Regions from separate parts of the Sus scrofa genome. Here region 2 is linked to region 1. Evidence: chromatin contacts called from public Hi-C data. All regions are on one chromosome and are shown on one strand. Each heading gives the region's core, a stretch centred on a gene start, on an enhancer-like site or on the middle of the called end of the contact. The rest is flanking DNA. Distances are from core to core; before and after follow the strand shown.

Region 1 (6,338 bases), core at 3,461-5,960:
AGCTCTTAAAAAAAAGAAGTAGATGATATCAGAGGGGGGAAAGTTGTATTTAATTCTGTGTGATGGTTGCTATGGTGATGGTTGAATGTAAATTTCACTTTATGTGAAAGCCTGCTATGGGTTTGATTAGAGACCAGAGGCAAGGCTTGGTGTCAGTTGGTGAAGTGGCTAAAAAGCACGTGCTAATGGGGCAAAAGAAAAGAAAGAATGGAGTCTCCCCACCCAGGTATCATGTCAGTGCATACATACTAGTCTTGTAATGGTGACCAAGGAAGTACAAATTAGAGCAGGGAACCAAAAATGGTGCTTCTCTTCTCCCTTGACAGTTTCTTCCTTGAGTAAACTAAAGGCCAAGAGAGCTTCCTTAGAGAGGAGGCAGCTCTTGCAAAGATGAACTCCCCTGTGCCAGTTTTATTGGTTTGAGGTAGGCATTTGGTTGTGGGACAGGAGATTCAAGCATCAGATGTAGGAGCTGGGCTGAGTGTCGTTTGCAGATCTTCTAGCTGCTATTCCCCATCTTTTCAGTCCTTGCTCAAATGAACAAGAACAAACAAACAAAAACCTGGCCAGAGGGGTTAATAACATCCTGTTGCCCTAAAACTTCAGGCACTAGAATTGTAAATCCACCTGGAGTGCAGGCTTTTGTCTCTTAAATTTGGCAATTTAATCTAAGAAAGAACAGCTAAGGATCAGTGAGTAATTTAGCTAATTACAAACAGGTGTTTGTTTATCTAACGCTTCCTCTTCAGTGCTACCTGCTTAATTCTTTAGTGTTTATGTGTAGATGCTCCCAAATACTTAAGTATTATTTATGTTTGTATGTATCTGTTTTTTAAAGAGGATAAGAGTGAGAAAGCATAGCGATTGCTCTCCATTCATCACTTTCGGTCAAGCCCCCGGGGAAAGTGCCAAGACCTCACTGCCCACCTGGCTAATTGCAATGCTGAGCAATGAAGACAAGTGCGGTCAGTCTGCTCTGGGCACTCAGGGTAGTTGTCATTGTTTCAATTTCAGTTGCCGCTACCCATGTCCTAGGTAAAATTGGAAAGTGATTGAATTTGCCTTTTGCTAACCTTCCAGCTCTTTCCCTTCTCCATTACGACTCGGCACCCTCTGCTTCCACACCTTCATGTCCAGTCTCTCACTCTGATTGTGGAAACTCCCCAGTAGAGCCTTTTTTTTTACTCAACTAGAAATGCCCCAGTTTCTAGAATGATCTTTCTCTTTAGCACTCTCCCAAACTTAGTCAGAATCCCCTCTCAAAAGTGGCTAACCTCAGCAAAACATGAGAAGGTAATTGGATTAATGGTTATTCTTTAATGGTCATCCTTGAAGGATTACCTAGTGGAGTGCAAGAGTCTGGTCTTAGATTTCCTTTCTAATTTCTTTCTGACTTTGAGGCATACACACAAGTCAGATATCAAATTTGTTAGGGGCTGAATTGTGCTTCCCTCCTCCAAATTTTTATGTTGAAATCATAACCCCTAGTACCTCAAAATATGAATGTATTTGGAGGCAAGATATTATGAGGTAATTAAGATTCAAGTGACATTATTAGAATGGGTCCTAACCCAATATGACTGGTGTCCAGTTAAGAGGAAATCAGGACCAATATGACTGGTGTCCCGTTAAAATGAGATTAGGACACCTAGAGGTGTGAGTACACAGAGGAAAAATCATTTGAGAGCTCAGGGAGAAGGTGGCTGTCTGCAAGCTAAGGAGAGAGGCCTCAGAAGAAACCAAACCTGCTGGTATCTTGATCTTGAATTTAGTCTCCAGAACTGTGAGAAAAATAGATGTCTGTCGTTTAGGCCACCCAGTTCTGTGTTATTTTGTTATAGCAGCCCTAGCAAACTAATACAGATTTATATATATATATTTTTTTTTTTTCTTGTCTTTTTGTCTTTTCTAGGGCTGCTGCCATGGCATATGGAGGTTCCCAGGCTAGGGGTCGAATCGGAGCTGTAGCTGCAGGCCTATACCAGAGCCACAGCAACTCAGGATCTGAGCCACATCTGCAACCTCCACCACAGCTCATGGGAACACAGGATCCTTAGCCCACTAAGCAAGGCCAGGGATCGAACCCGCAATCTCATGGTTCCTAGTCGGATTCATTGACCACTGAGCCACGGGAACTCCTAATACAGATTTATAGATGGATAACATTTATAAGTGGCTGAGTAGTTATTACATTGAGTGGCAGAAGCATTATTTAAAATTATCTTGATCTTGTTCAATAGGGATAAACCTTAGTTCTGCTCTGAGGTTCATAAAAGCAACTCAATTAGTGCAGCAAGGTGGAAATCCAGCATGGCACTAACTTGTGAAGATGAGCTGCAGGTTCAGGTTGACCATTTGATTGGTAAGGAATCACCAGTATGATGTTGCCACTGCAACCTATTATAAAATTAAGCTATGTGAATAAAAATATAGCCCACCACTCATGGACTATTACAGTTTCGCTATATTCTGCCAAGAACAATGTTTCATTTTTAGGAGGAAACTGACAAACTAGATTATGTCCAGAGAAGGACAACCAGGGAGTTTGGAAACATGTTATATGAGCCATCATTTGGTGGAAAGAGTTGTGGCTGTGTTCTGAGTGGTGGGGGAAGGGAGAACTCTATTTGAGGTAGACATTTCTGCAAGGCTGGAGTGGTGGACATTACGGTGGAAGTTCCAACATTCTTCCACCATGGATGATTAGGGGACTCAGTGAGTGCTTGGCACTCCCCTGGTGACAGTTATCGTGCATGTGACATAAGTTGAAACAGAGTGAAGGGACGTGTTTATATTCCATGCTCGGGGGAACATTTTTCTCTTTTTTCTTATGGTCCTTGTTGCTCGGATGTGAACCTGCACCTGCCACAGCCATCTTGCTACCAACCTGAGAATGACATTCACACTGAAGATGATAGAGAAATGAAAGGACCTGGGGCCTTGATGGTGTTACTGAAGCCCTATGCCAGCCACCCCCAAACCCCCCAACTCCTGGACTTTCTATTCTGAGAGATAAAATGCCTTTATTTTTTAAGGCATCTTGAGATGGAATTTCCTTTACGTGCACAGAACTATGTTAGATTCTAGAGGGCGGAGCTGAAGATAAGGATGAACTTTCACAGATAATTCCAAATCCTCATCAGTGGAATAGACACTTTCAAGAATGGAGATTTTGTTACTGTGAAGTATTCAAATAGGGATTGACTCTGATTTAAAAAAAATCCTTATTGAGTGAAATTTTATGCTAAATGATTCTTGTGTCTTTTAAACCCTGATGATCTAAGATTCAAAAAATAATTCTTACTATGATGTGAGTGACCATGAAGCTGAACTTTTCCCCAGGGCATTTGCATTATCTCCAGCATAACTCAGATGAAGCTTTTATTAGTAGCATGTGGAGGTGGGGGAGGTTTTCTGTGCATGAGAGCCTTCCAGGTGTCCCTTGCCCACTTCATATGAGTCACTCTCCTCTTTGGCTACAGGGGTCTGTGTCTAGGGTCCCCACTTTTGGAAGGTTGCTGAACCCTAACCAAAAGGGAAATAAACCATATTGTGACTGTTGGATTTGCAAAACACAACATACAAAGGGCCTGCCATACCACGTAGAGGAAAAGGAGCAAGAGGAAGTTTTGTGGACTGTGGGCTCTCAGTGGGAGGGGCTCAAAGGCTGAGGGGAGGGGCAGACAGGTAGACAAAAGGATACAGGATTACAGGGAAGCACTTTCCATCTGTGTTAACCCATGCTCCCTTTTGACAAACGTCCCCCTTCCGAGGTTCGTATTATAAAAATTATAGTTGAAAAAATGTAAAAACGTAATAGAACATTGACTATCCTTTAAAAGCTACACTGTTTCTCCATTTTTATTCATCGCTGGCAGGACATTTGCAAGCATGCCTGCCTTGGCTCTGGGGAGATGTGAATCACTGGGATAGATTTTTCTTGATACTGGTTCCAATGTTGATCAGGTTCCTTGTGGTTCCTATAATTAAATATAAAAAATGGTGAAAACTATATTTTGTCCTCATGCTCTTGAATTTGAATCAAAAAGTGTGATCCGACACTGCATCTTGTGTGACATAACCAGGCTGGGCTTGCCGTTGGGGAGAAACGTTCACAGAAGGTGAGAATGTAGTTGGCAGGGCTGGTGCGGTGGCACTCACAGGGTGTCAGGGCTGGACAGCATATGCTTGTGTTGTCCACTCTATTGTAACACAGAGGATGACATCTGTGAGCAGGGAAATGACTCACCAGGGGGCCCAGTGGTTAATGAATCACTGACCTGAGAGTAGGAATGTGAGAATGCCCAGGTTTCACTCCAGAGCATCATTTTTTAAGAATTTGGATTTGCAAGGAAATCAAAACTGATTGATTTTTCAGTCAGTGAGAGGGATCAGTGCAAACAAGGGGCCAAGGTGGTATGAAGAGGCTTGTAAATATTTTCATATTATAATGGCCCAGCTAGTGTTTCTCCCCAGTGATGGGAATTCTCTGTCCTGGGTCCTGGGCACGTCTCATGTCAAGGTGGACCTGCACTTTCTTACCTCTGGCTGGGGAACCAGAGGAGAAAAAGAAGCCAAGTTTGGAGATGCGCTCATTGCTCATGAAGGAAGAAGCCAAACAAACCAGCAGCCAGCCTGTTCACTGCTTTGAGGCTTTACCTCCTTTTCAGAGAGTGACCTTATCTTCTCTCAGACGGGAATGCCTAGTCAGCTTGGTTAAGGGGCATTCAACCAGTTTCTTTACTTCCTGCCCTTGGCTTTCCAACCTCAGGCTGAAACAAGGCAGGTCATGTGTTAGATTCCAGCTCCCACACAGGAACTTAAAATTCCCTGGAAAAGTCCCTGTAAAATGGACAGTATCATTCTGGAAGTTTCAGTTTGATCAGCTTGGCTAAGACATTAATTATTAAACAAAATCAATATTGTTAGCTTGATTTTGACCTTTTTCAGTTAAAAAAAAAAACAAAACCCTGAAGGACATTCCTTCAAAGATTAAAAAAAAAAAATAATACCCACCACCTCACCCCCAAGGCAGAAATCCCAGCATGTGTTTTTGGTGAGCCTCTGGGAACTGCAGGTGGGGGAAAATGCCTCTGAGGTGGTGGTGAAAGAAGTGTGGGTATGGTTTCCAGTCTGTGGGCTCCTTTTTTTTTTTTTTTTTTTTTTTTGAGTTCTTAGTTGTGACTGCCACCAAGGGACAAGTGTCAGCAAGGTTGGGAGAGGCCCAAGCTGGCTCAACTGGGGCCATGGAAACTGTCATTGCCTCGGGACCTAGCCAGCCCAATGAGGGGATGCTGTGGCTCCAGTCAGATGGAGTGGCCAGAAGCTAGCAGCAGTCAGCAATGATCACCACCAGAAAGTTGGCCAAGGTTTTAAAGAAACAATTAAGATCGCAAAGACAACCAAGGAGTCCCAAACCGGTGCTCAGCACACATACGCCACAGAAGAATCATGTCTCTGGGAGCCTCTTTTTGGGGGAAGATGTGCTGACTATGCTTCCCTTCAAAGGCAGACAGCTGGCAGGGGACAGGCTAAGGACACTGCAGGTGAAGTACAGCAAGTGCGAGAGAGCACAGGGGGTTGTGGCCATAGATGGATTCTGGCACCGTACAGCCCACCTTAGCCTCCCCTCCAGGAAACAGGAAAACTAAGAAAGTCCCCATGACCTTTTATTTGTAGACAAACTGGTTTGGTTGTTTGAATTGTAATACTGCCAAACCTTGGTTCTAAGCCTTTATGCCAGGTCCCTATGGTAGATTCATACAACTCAAATCTAACTGTTGCAACAATGGGGGCTGTTCTCCTGTCCTAACTGCTAATGGAATACCGTATTATTAATAATAATGGTCAGGAAATGGCAGCTGCCTTTTTAATTGAGTACTTAACTATGTGTCAGGCACAGTGTTCAACAGTAACAATCCTGAGAGGTTGATATTATAATTTCCATCTTACAAGTAAGGAAAATGAGGCATTGTGAGGTTAAGAAAATCACCTAAGGTTACCAGCTAGTAAGAGCCAGGATTCACCTTAGATTGTCTGGACCCCAAATCCCATCTCTTAAGGACTTCCACAAATGTGGCAGCCATTAGCATGCACTGGCAGACCTCCAGCTGCCAGGAGTACAACAGGCCAAGGGCCCCAGGCCTGCCCTCTGAATCCATCACAGCATTTGACCAAGCTCTGCTTCCCATGGGCTGCTCCCAGATAAAGACAGTGTGGCGGGGCAGCTACAATAGGCTGGTGCCTGGAAGACACAGGACTCCTCCAATGGCCAACTTCAGCTTTTGGAACTTTCCTTAGATCACTCCATGGTCTAGGATGCTTCTACTCATCCTTCT
Region 2 (5,977 bases), core at 431-2,930, 150 kb before region 1:
TAATAATGTATTTGAGCCTACATGACTTTCAGGCTAAAGGAAACAGATATAGGAAGGGGTTAACATACTTAAAAAACAGGGCAACCACAAATCAAAACCAAACATTACATTCACAAAAATTAAAAAGTACACAAGCATAAAATAAATGGAAATCACTCAACCAAAATAAGAAAGGAACAAAGGAGAAAAACTTTCCTTGAAAAAGACACATGCACCTGTATGTTCATTGCGGCACTGTTCACAATAGCCAAGATATGGAAACAACCTAAATATCCATTGACCGATGAATGGATTAAGAAGATGTATATATACACAATGGAATACTACTCAGCCATAAAATGAACAAAATGATGCCATTTGCAGCAACATGGATGGAACTAGAGTCTCACACTAAGTGAAGTCAGTCAAAAAGAGAAATGAATACCATATGATATCACGCACTTGGAATCTAATATACAGCACAAATGAACATTTTCAGAGAAAAGAAACTGCTGGACTTGTAAAACAGACTTGTGGTTGACAAGGGGGAGGGGGAGGGGAAGGGAGTGGGATGGACTGGGAATCCGTGGTTAATAGATGTAGACTATTGCCTTTGGAATGGATAAGCAATGAGATCCTGCTGTATAGCACAGGGAAATATATCTGTAGTCACTTGTGGTGGACTATGATGGAGGATAATGAGGGAAAAAGAATGTATATACATGTGTGCATGTGACTGGATCACTTATTTGTACAGTAGAAAATTGACAACACTGTAAACCAACTGTAATGGAAAAAATAAAAATCACTAAAAAAAAATAAAATAGGAGAAAGAATATCTTCCTCAAAAAAAAAAAAAAAAAAAAAGAATATCTTCCTCACAGGATTAATGGATAATGTACAAGGAATGACTAACACATAAATAAGAGCTCTGTAAATATTATTATTACTCATGACATAGCACAGACTGGCTTATTTTAGTTGTTTGTGCCACAGCAGCAACCTGATCTGCTGCTATGACAATGCTGGATCCTTAATCTGCTGTGCCACAGTGGGAACTCCCGGATGTCCAGTATTTTTTCTTTATTTTTTCTTTTGTCTTTTTAGGACCACATCCATGGCATATGGAGGTTTCCAGGCTAGGGGTCAAATCGGAGCTGCAGGCCCTGGCCTACACCACAGCCACAGCAATGCCAGATCCAAGCCACATCTGCGACCTACACCACAGCTCATGGCAATGCCGGATCCCTAACCCACTGAGTGAGGCCAGGGATAGAACCTGTATCCTCATGGATACTAGTCAGATTCATTTCTCCTGAGCCATGACGGGAACTCCTGTCCAGTATTTCGAGTGAGAAAAAAATGAATGAATCCAGGGGCTATTAGCAATCCCAGTGGCACTCACTCGGGTAGGATTAATGAGCATTAGTTGTCAAAGCCACTCACAGCATCACACAGTTGGCCGAGTGGAGGAGAGACAGACACCTGTAATCTAGCCACTTGGGATGATAAGACAGCCAAGAGCACAATAAGTTGAATCAAGTACTCTTATTTCACAGGCCACTTTAGGAAGAATTAAGTACCAAACTGTGCCAGGCCCAGCTGAAAGCACTTTGTTTATCTGCCACTCTGTTACTGATTAAACAGTAGGCACCCCTTTAGCCACACCCTTTTGCTCAAACACAATTAAATTTTAAAATAACATGGCTTTAGGAAGAACTGTACAAAGTGCAGGTAGTTGGTCTATGAGAGAGTTGGCTGGGTGTAGTCAGTAGCGATAGTCAGGAATCAGAAAACACTTTGTACCTGTTTGCTTTGACAAAGAATCAGATCCAAGATCTTTCTCTGGAGTGGAGGAAGACAGGGAGGCTTCAGAGCTGGGTTTTGAAATCTGTTTAAAACGTCAAATATAGGATCCCACATGAAATCTGAACATGTGTTGCAAATTTTGACCCTCATGGAACCTCTTTGGCCATGTCCAGGAAATGTCTGAAACTCAGGCTCAGAGGATTTTGAGAGGAGCACTAGAGGGATGTAGGGGCCTTTGGTTTTAATTTAGGCTGTTCATGTTTTCTGATCTTCTGGACCTCAGAGATATACCAACTGGATCATAATTTCCCAAAGTGTTTCCTCCCTAGGATGTTAACAAGTGATCAGGAGTTCCCATCGTGGCTCAGCAGATATGAATCTAACTAGTATCCAAGAGGACACAGGTTCAATCCCTGGCCTCGCTCAGTGGGCTAAGGATCTGGCGTTGCCTTGAGCTGTGGTGTAGGTTGCAGACATGGCTGGGATCTGGCGTTGCTGTGGCTGTGGTGTAGGCCAGTGGCTACAGCTCTAATTTGACCCATACCCTGGTTTGGCCCTAAAAAACTGCTGGTTTGGCCCTAAAAAAAGACCAAAAAAAAAAAACAAAACAAAACAAAAAACAAGTGATCAGGAAAAAAAGGCTTTCTACCATCTGAGGACACAGCAAGCCATCTATGAATCGGGAAGCAGACCCTCATCAGACACCAAATCAACAGCCCTTAAGAGCCTCCAGCCCACAGCTGCTGTCAGGTTTGCTGCAAACAGCACCTGGATTCTTAAACTTTCCTCCACCCTCCCCCAGGGCATCTCCTGAAACCTGGTCCCACTTTATCCTTTCTTGGATTCTTCCCTTCTTTTGTGGGGGGTGGGATACTTCCCCCCATAACTTCCTGAGAAAGGGCCATAGGAGATGTTGGAGTAGAAGGGCTGGAGCTCACCTCTCACAAAAAAAAAAAAAAAAAAAGGGTAGGCGGTTTCTATTAACCAGTATTTCCCACACTGTCTGATGTTTACTACTGGTTTTGAGTTGATTTTAGGAGGTTCTTGGTTGAAATGAACATTTTTTTCATTCTAATCAATTTTGGATAATGGTTATAATTTTTCATTTATAGTCATGATATTAAAAGTCTTTATAATATTCCTTTTAAAAGATGAGTGAATTTAAAGAAAAATATTAAGTCAGTAATAGTACAGACTGTCTGCAGATATGGAAAAAATCGTGAAGGTGGTACTCAAATGACTGAAATTTGAAAAAGTTCAGTTAAATCAAGTTAAACTGACTTATTTGTTGAAAGACTTCTCAGAGATTTTATCATATTGATAAATATTTTGCCTCTTCAAGAAAGGATTTGGGGAGTTCCCGTTGTGGCTCAGCGGAAACAAATCTGACTAGTATCTGTGAGGATGCAGGTTCGATCCCTGGCCTCACTCTGGCTTAAGGATCCGGCATTGCCATGAGCTGTGGTGTACGTCACAGACGCAGATCGGATCTGGTGTTTCTGGGGCTGTGGCACAGGCCTGCATCTACAGCTCTGATTTGACCCTAGACTGGAAACCTCCGTATGCTGTGGGTATGGCCCTAAAAAAGACCGGAAAAAAAAAAAAAAAAAAAAAAAAGGATTTGTGAATTCCTATCGTGACTCAGCAGTAATGAACCTGACTAGTATCCATGAGGACTCGGGTTCGATCCCTGGCTTTGCTCAGTGGGTTAAGGATTTGCCATGAGCTGTGGTATAGGTTGCAGATTTGGCTCGGATCCTGCATTGCTGTGGCTGTGGTGTAGGCTGGCAGCTTCAGCTCCAATTGGACCTCTAGCCTGGGAACTTCCATATGCTGCAAGTGCAGCCCTAAAAAAAAAAAAAGAAGAAAAAAGAAAGGATTTTGCATCTAGCACTTCTTTAACTCATTTAACTATAGAAACCCTCTTTTCTTTAAAATACAGATCCTCTTGTTACACTTTTCCTCAGGAAATTTCACTTCAGGAAATGCTGAGGAGAAATGCTAGATGGCTTTAGAGCTGTCTTAGGATTTTGGTTCCTTTTCCTCCCCTCTGTTTGATGGAAAGTCTTAGGAGAAAGTACAAGGGCGGAACTAGAAATGGTCATTTAAGAAGGTTTATACATAGTTAAAAGCATATTAGCCCCTAAATGCAATGTGGTATCCTGGATTAGATGCTGAAACAGAAAAAGGACATTAGAAAAGACTAGTGAAATTTAATTGGGAGTTCAGTTTATACTAGTTAAAACTAGTGACATAGTCTGAAGTTTAGTTAATAGTAATGTAACAAGGTTGGTGTCTTAATTTTGACAGTATACCATGCTAAAGTAAGATGTTAATAATAGGGGAAACTAGGTGCTGGGGTTAGGAGCTCTGTCAGCAAGCAGTGGATGGAGCTATGAGTTCCACTAGGCAAATCCACCAAGCCTGGTAATATTCCCTACTCACTCCGTTGCCTGGTCTCGCACTGCTCAGCATGAAAGTACAAGGGCTAAGCTGAGAGAGCAAGAGGCATCACATTCCCTCACTAAACTCTTGGTGAGGTCCCTCCATGTACCTTTGCTGGTATCGAATTTGACCCAGGAAGGGACACCAGGTCACAGTGAAGGGAGGGACATTTTTCACCTTCTTCTTCCACATTCTGATCTGGTTACTCACCTCTCCCAGTCTTAGCCCAGCCCCTACATTTTTCATCTTCAAATTAAATTCAGGTCCAAAGTCCCTATGGGGCCAGAGAGGATAAATTTCTCCAGACCAAGGACCTGAGTGTGCTTACCAGTGATGGCTGAGAGCTGCGGGCAGTCAGATGGTAGCCATAAAATCCTCAGCAGTTTTTGGTGGATAAGGCAGATAGATTGGGGGAGGATTGTTCTAACTGAGAGAGGCTATGGGTCTATAACTCTGCTAACCCTCTGAGGAGCCTTTGTCTAGGTGATAAATGGGTGGAGACTAGAGGAGTAACCACTCACTTCCATGTGCAGACAGACACTGCATTTATTGCAGTCTTATCATAGAAGTCTACAAGTTATTATATTTCATAACAAACAGTTATTGGAAGGATGGAAGGAAAGCAAGACCTAAGGGAAACTGAAAGAGAGAGAGATAAACCTTAACAAAAACATTGTATGAAGGGCCTCTCTTAAGCAGTCTTAGAGAATCCTGATCCACCTGCATTGTTAACCCAGAATTTTCAAGATAAAATTTATTCTCATTGATACTGATGAACACAAATATATGGAATGCATGAGATTGTCCTCAAGGTAGCATCAATATGGTAGGAAGGAAAGATAAGGACCATGGGGGGATCTGGTTTGGACAAGGCACTTGACTGGGAGGTAAAGGGTATTCAGCATCACATGTAGGCAAAATTTCACTATCTTTTCCAACTGGTTAGAGAAATGCTGTTGCTTCCTTATATATATTAATTTCTTTCTAGCTATTTAACCAGGTGCATTTATTAATTTCAATACTCTTAACCAGTTCTTTTTAGTTTTCTGGTACTGAAACTGCATCATCTACAAATAATGATTTTTGTTTCTTCCCTTTGATGTTTATGCCTCATTTCTATTTCATGTCTTACTGCATTAGGAAGAATTTTCAAAGCAGTGGATAATAATAATATTTATAGTGGGTATTATTATTTTGAAAATCAGAGTGCCTCTCATGTTTCTCTTTTAATTGTATTTGGTTTAGATTAATTACTCTTTATCATATACCTTTTTTTCCTCACATACTGACTTTTCTCTGCCAATTAACTCCTACCCATTCTACAAAGATCATATGAAATTCTATTACTCTCATAACGTGTATGCATACAAAATCATGTGTAAATAAACACGCTGCTAATCTTAACGGTAGTTTTTTACATTCACAAAGGACTTTCATATACAGATTCTCATTTGATGTTCTTTACAGACAATGGAGTAGGTATTGTTAGGACTTTTATTTTGGATATAAAAAAATTCAATCTTTTTGTGGCTGAGCAGCCAGCCCTAAGACAATAGTTAAATTGACTACAGTTTTGAGTTTCCCCTCTTCAGCACCACCATGCCCTATTGCTGAAGAACCTTCTCCAACATCCCCTTTAGTCTCTGTACATAATTGTGTCCCCTTTCCACCCCTCCCAACTGCCATGTAAGTTCTGTAACTGGATTTATTCTCTTTTCTGAGGGGGTTGCTCTAGACATGCATA

Evidence for each region. A called contact is a pair of places that touch in the nucleus more often than the background predicts.
Region 2: a Hi-C map of liver shows a contact between it and region 1, with 2.9 times the contacts expected there. The contact joins two enhancer-like sites. A contact is called at or near these places in 1 of 47 Hi-C or Micro-C datasets (liver) and 1 of 2 datasets of contacts at active chromatin or transcription factors (alveolar macrophages).

The regions. Positions count from the first base shown.
Region 1 is chr14:108,115,228-108,121,565 of Sscrofa11.1, reverse strand. All of the region lies in intron 2 of PIK3AP1 (phosphoinositide-3-kinase adaptor protein 1), which reads left to right. Among named protein-coding and RNA genes, the nearest start is that of PIK3AP1, 41 kb to the left of the region's middle. Within about 2 kb of position 4,710, at least 8 of the 83 cell types and tissues checked have an H3K27ac peak or open chromatin away from gene starts, as enhancers often do. A contact at or near this core is called in liver, where this site is marked.
Region 2 is chr14:108,265,659-108,271,635 of Sscrofa11.1, reverse strand. It overlaps a transcript of PIK3AP1 not described here. Among named protein-coding and RNA genes, the nearest start is that of PIK3AP1, 110 kb to the right of the region's middle. Within about 2 kb of position 1,680, at least 5 of the 83 cell types and tissues checked have an H3K27ac peak or open chromatin away from gene starts, as enhancers often do. A contact at or near this core is called in liver, where this site is marked.